Regions from separate parts of the Zea mays genome. Here region 2 is linked to region 1. A link is a contact called in public Hi-C data. All regions are on one chromosome and are shown on one strand. Each heading gives the region's core, a stretch centred on a gene start, on an enhancer-like site or on the middle of the called end of the contact. The rest is flanking DNA. Distances are from core to core; before and after follow the strand shown. Region 1 has its middle 68 kb from the start of LOC103650478. Region 2 has its middle 95 kb from the start of LOC103650478.

What was found. A called contact is a pair of places that touch in the nucleus more often than the background predicts.
Region 2: a Hi-C map of ear shows a contact between it and region 1, with 2.2 times the contacts expected there. The contact joins two enhancer-like sites. A contact is called at or near these places in 2 of 25 Hi-C or Micro-C datasets (ear and leaf).

Annotation. Positions count from the first base shown.
Region 1 is chr3:120,561,991-120,564,729 of Zm-B73-REFERENCE-NAM-5.0, reverse strand. No RefSeq gene overlaps it. Among protein-coding and RNA genes, the nearest start is that of LOC103650478, 68 kb to the left of the region's middle. Within about 2 kb of position 1,464, at least 16 of the 20 cell types and tissues checked have an H3K27ac peak or open chromatin away from gene starts, as enhancers often do. A contact at or near this core is called in ear and leaf, where this site is marked.
Region 2 is chr3:120,725,188-120,728,292 of Zm-B73-REFERENCE-NAM-5.0, reverse strand. No RefSeq gene overlaps it. Among protein-coding and RNA genes, the nearest start is that of LOC103650478, 95 kb to the right of the region's middle. Within about 2 kb of position 1,627, at least 17 of the 20 cell types and tissues checked have an H3K27ac peak or open chromatin away from gene starts, as enhancers often do. A contact at or near this core is called in ear and leaf, where this site is marked.

The sequences.
Region 1 (2,739 bases), core at 215-2,714:
AGTATACAAATATATTTTTTATAAAACCAAATTATCTTAATTGATATATACTTAAATTATTATTATTAGAATGAAATTCAATTCTAATAATCTAAACAGGATGTAAGTGATTTTCACAAAAAAACAATCTAAGAAGCGAATTCTAACAACTAGAATCCAAGTCGATACCAAGACTAATGTCCGATGAGATTGGAGACCGAAATGGACCCTCACCACGTCCTACAAGATGGGCTAGGTGGGCTCACGGGCTACCCGCGCAATCGCTAACATGTCTCGCCATATACGTCGCTGCTTATTAATGGCAAATCGCAGTTGTCAAGAAATCACCCCTGTCTGTACTCCCTCCGTTTCAAAATAATATTTATTTTAACTCTTTCTTTTTACATCTATATTTAAATAAATGATAATGATAAATCTAGATATATATTTAAAATACATACATCAAATGACCCACTAGAACCCCAAAACGAATATAATATGGGACAAAGGGAGTATTAAAGACTTGAATCCGTATGGATAAAACTATGTATTCTGATAAAACCTTTCTCGATCACCTTCTACAGAATTTCTTCTATCTTTCTCCTTATTATTTTTTTGTCATATCATCTTATAGTGGAACATTAAATAAAGATAAAACTCAAATAAAATCCTGACTAAGAATAACCTAGTAAACCCGGTGAACGCTTGCAGGGATGAAAATGATTTTAGAATTTTTCGGAATTCCGGTAACTATTTTTTATTTTGCCGATCAAATTCATTGGTATTTCAAAAACCGAATCGATATCGGAATTTTTATTGGAATAGATTTTTTCGGAATTCCGGTAACCATTTTCGAACAAAATCGATATCACAATTTTTATTGGAAAATATACCAAAATCGAAATTTTTATTGGAACAGGTATCAAAACCGGTGTGGCATTTTACCGACCATTTTCTTTAGTTACTGATTTTAATTGGAATTTACCAAAAACAATTAGGCCCCGTTTGTTTCCTTTCATTTTGAAGAATTGAAATCTTACTAATGGAATAAGTTATTTTTTAGAACGTGACATTCCAGCACTTTCCAAAGTTATCATATAAGCCTATCTCAAATTCATTGGGTGAGAGATGAAAATTGATTCTATAGATTTATATGCTATTTTTCCGATGTACAACTTATAGCACACTCTTCTACTTGCTTCGTTATAACATAAATGTAGTATATAACTATCTCTTTCATATAATTTAGGATAATATACAAATATATTATATATATATAAATATATGAACTTAATCAGCTTTGTCTAAATTATAATTATTAAAATGGAATTCAATTCCAACGAAACAAACAGGGTTTTATTGGAATTTACCCGAAACAAAAGCAGGCCCATGAAGCCAACAAACCCAAGCGCTAGTGGACCAGCTCAGAGCCTTGGTCTTTGACGTCTTGCTCCGCGACATGGTCTTTTCTTTTATAACGCTTGTCTAGCGGTCTAGCGTCGCTATCTAAAGCTTCCAATTAAGGTGGGACTAAACTGAGATGCACTGCACACCACCATGCACGGTAGGCATGAATGCACGACACTGATCTGCCATACTCGAGTACTTGTCGAGTGACGTGCTCCACTTTCACGTCGGGCGTGAGGGGACCGGCCAGGCGGACACTGACTACTGTCTCGCACACACATATATGTACATAAATGTAGAGATAAAATTGTGTTTTATAGGAAATTTATTAATTTAGAGATTTATTTTACATAACTGTTAGATAAAAGTTTTTTAAAACTTCTTAAATTAATATCTAGGAAGTGTTGGTCCCTGTTCTCAAATGTTTCAGATCAAGAACAAGACAACACAATTGTTAATGGTAAAATACCTTCGTTCTTCGAATCATTATTCCCTTTCGGATATAATAATCTTTAGACGAAGGTAATGAAGGACATACCTTCAACATCTCAGTATATGAATATGAATATAAATATAAATATGAATAAGAGTGTGAGAGAATAATAAAGAATGAAAGACAATGATTAGATCCTCACAATTTATTTTATATTCATATCCGCATATATGAATCAACATTAATGATATTTACAATACAAAGGTACCTTCGGTTCTCCAGAAGATGGGAATGCAAAGATGACGCGAGAGAGATTACAATCCAGCCTGAACAGTACAGTGCTATTGTTCATCTATTTATAGGCACGGGACGCAGCCCGGACAAAATTACATTTATGTCCTTGATATTTACTCTTAATCATATTGCGAGTTATCAATGACTAATAGTCTTTTCCCTGCTAGGTCGGTTTCGTACTTGATTTCGTCATCATACTAGGTCGAAGCTCCTTCAGCCATAGCTTCGGCGTCCACCCATATCACCTTCGGGTTGTATCTTCATATCACGCATGCCTTTACCATGAGAGAAAACCTTCATCCCAAAGCCGAAGCCTCCTGTAACAGTCTATGTCATACTGAAAACATATGATTAGTCATGTTTTTGAGGACATTCGGAAGAGGAAGGCCCCCAACAGTAGCCCCTCGCAGTGTTAATTTGTTTCTTCGTAACAAGTTTAGACTGCGACGTGAACGAAGGCCTTTAGCCGAAGGTACGAAAAAACACCTTCCCTTCGCTAGAATAGCGAAAGTCACTGACATGTAGGACACACCAAATCGTGAGGCGCTGGGCATGTAAATAGGGACTCACATTGATAACATTTGCTGCACCATTTTAGGTGCGTGCACCGTGTTCATCATTCTTAA
Region 2 (3,105 bases), core at 378-2,877, 160 kb before region 1:
TCTTGGAGTCTTAGGATGCTTAATGAATGTTTGGGTGACTCCTCCATGCGCCTAGGGGTCCCTTTTATAGCCCCAAGGCAGCTAGGAGCCGTTGAAGACCAATCTTGGAACGCCAAACTTGCCTTCTGTCGGGTGGTGCACCGGACAGTCCGGTGCACCACCGGATAGTCACTGTAGCTGTCCGGTGCGTGATATCCTTCCTTTTCTGGCGCATCCGACCGTTGGTCCTCGGGGGCAGTTGGCACGCCTGATAGTCCGGTGCCCCTTCCGACCGTTGGCGCGGGCCACACGTCGCCCGCGGATCACGCGGCCGACCGTTGGCTCACCGGACAGTCCGGTGAATTATAGCCACGTCGCCTTTTCCGTTTCTCGAGAGTGACGAGTTCGCCGCGGACTACTCACCAGATAGTCCGGTGCACCATCGGATAGTCCGGTGAATTATAGTCGTACGCCGCCGTCGAGTCCCGAGAGCGGCCATTTCACGCGGACCAGCTTGGCGCACCGGACACTGTCCGGTGCACCACTGGACAGTCCGGTGTGCCAAGCCGAGCTGGAGTTGGCTGCACAGAGCCAATTCTTTTTCCAATTCTTTTCTCCCTGTTTCTAGCACTTAGACAAAATACATTAGTACTCAAAACAATGTACTAAGTCTAGAAATGTACTTTTTTCTTTGATTTGCACTTCTCACTTTACTTGGCACATTAGAACTTAATTTAAACATGTTGGGTACTTAATCACCAAAACATTATAGAAATTGCCCAAGGGCACATTTTCCTTTTAGGTACGGGCGCAAGAGATCCATTAGATCTTGATCTGACGTCTAGAGATAGATTATAAAGCGATACGCGGCTACGGTCCCAGGATTCGAGATCGGCGGCTCAGATATGCATCCCCAGTCGGTACACAAGTGGTCTAATTTCGGCCGTCGCGGGTTGGATCAACGGTCAAGGTCGTCAAGCCCCACGATTTAATCTCTGCCGCTCGACACACATCCAATGGCAGGCGTGCATCGCCTACCTCCCTCCGCTCGCCACGACAGCGCGTAGAGCCCGCACAGCGACTCCCTCGCCGGAGAAACGCGAGCAAGCGCCTTGGTGCCCCAAACTCGAATCTAACTAGTGTTATACGAGAAGAAGGGAAGCGCAAACGACCCAGATGAGTTCTCACCGGCGCTGGTGACGAGGAGAAGCCAGTTCACGCAAAGGGCAGGTCCCGGGACAAGTTTTGCCCCGGTGAGCAATTCGGTGCGTGAGAGACGCCGACTCCGCCTGTAAGTGTCGCGGACGACTTCACTTTGGTTCTGTGCAAGCTTTCGACTCGAACTCAGGCACCGAGCACCGACGAAGATGAGGATCCATGGCAACGCAGATTTCTGACTCCTGCGCACCGATGTAGACGCACTCCCTGCCCCGCGGCTTTGGCGCTGACCTTAGGTGCGTGAAGGAGAAGGGAAGGCATCGCCTCTGCACCACGTTTTATAGCTGCTAGAGGATCGACATGGGTGGGCCAGCTCGGACTCCGCGCGGTGGCGAACTTCATGGGAGCGGTCGTTGAGGGAGGAAGACGCCCGGCTGACCAGCCTGGCCCACAGCCCAGTGTCTCCCATGGTGCCCACGCACACATCGGAGGGTCTGACAGGCGGGCCCCGCTACGTCAGTGACCGGTGACGCCAAAGAAATGGGTCAAGTAGCACAGGTGTGCTGGGTCGCGCGACAAGGGGTTTCGTGGGCCACGGTGGGGATTGGGCTCAAACCGAGGTTTGTTTTCTTTTTCTGTTTTGTATTTCCTTTTCTATTTTGTGTTCCCAATTTCAACTCATACTCAAATTCAAATTTTAGTTTAAATTTAATTAGACTTAACTATTACGGCATTTTTAAGTGCTCAAATAAAAACCCCAACATGAATGCAAGTTATATTTATAAAGATTATTTTATTCTCCTATTTAGAAATATATATTTCAAATGTGGAGTACACACATCATTAAGAAATACTCTTTTGAATGTAAATTTAAAGGTTCTTCCAAAATTCCACATTTACTACTTATTATTATTTATTTAAATTAAAGAGCTATGTTTTATAAAGGAAGAAAACCATTTATAGAAGTCATTTTATTTCAAATTCTTTTAGAGAATTCTTTAATTCATCCAAATGTGATTTTTGAGTGTTACATCGACCTACAGGGGCACACCCATTAGATAATCTTGTGAATCATCCTCATTACCTTTCCAACATGTTGGACAGTTTCTTCATCTTAGGAGGCTGATATGGAGGGTTGATCATCTTCTTTAGTATCATCATCTTCTTCATTCTTCTCTTCTTCACCTGAGGAGCTTGTGCTTTCAACCTTCTTTTTGCCTTTCATCTTTTTATGCTCGTCACAAGTAAAAGCATGTTGTCGGTGTTTTGGGTCCGACCGCACACCCGGGGTTGCCCCTCAAGGTGTTTTTAGGAGTAGGACGGTGTCGCCGACTGTAGCTAAATGGTTCGTGCCAGATGCACGAGGAATAATGGACAGTGTTTACAGGTTCGGGCCGCTTTGAGATGCGTAACACCCTACGTCCTGGCAAGTGTGCTTTATGTAACGGGTTACAAGGTAGCTCTCTGAAGCTAGAGCGTAGAGAGATGGAGTGGATGGCTGAGTAATGGGATCGATCGATCTGAAGGGGTGCCCCCTAGGCCTTATATATTCGACCGTGAGGCAATACATGTGGATATGATAACAATGTGCACCTAAAAGATAGTGAACCGTTTTAGTCTATCTTCTTATGATTCTGCCGACTTATCCTCGCCTGGTTCCGTCGTACGGGGCTCCAGCGCGGGAAAGTCGGATCTTCTGTTGCGGTCGCTTGCTCAACGCTGTGGGGTCGTCCGGGCTTGCACCAACCCGGCCTTATGTCGATCTGGTTCACTGGTCGTTCCTCCCCAGGCCCATGAAGGAGTGACCTTACGATTTATTGGGCCTTTGGGACTTTCGTGAGGTCTTTTATCCTTCTAGTGGACCCGGGGATATCTGTCCCCCACAAGCCCCCGATCTTCGGGCTGATTTTGAGATAATCAGCCCAAAGATCCTAGGTCCAGCTTGCGGTCTTTGTTTATGAGAAGAAA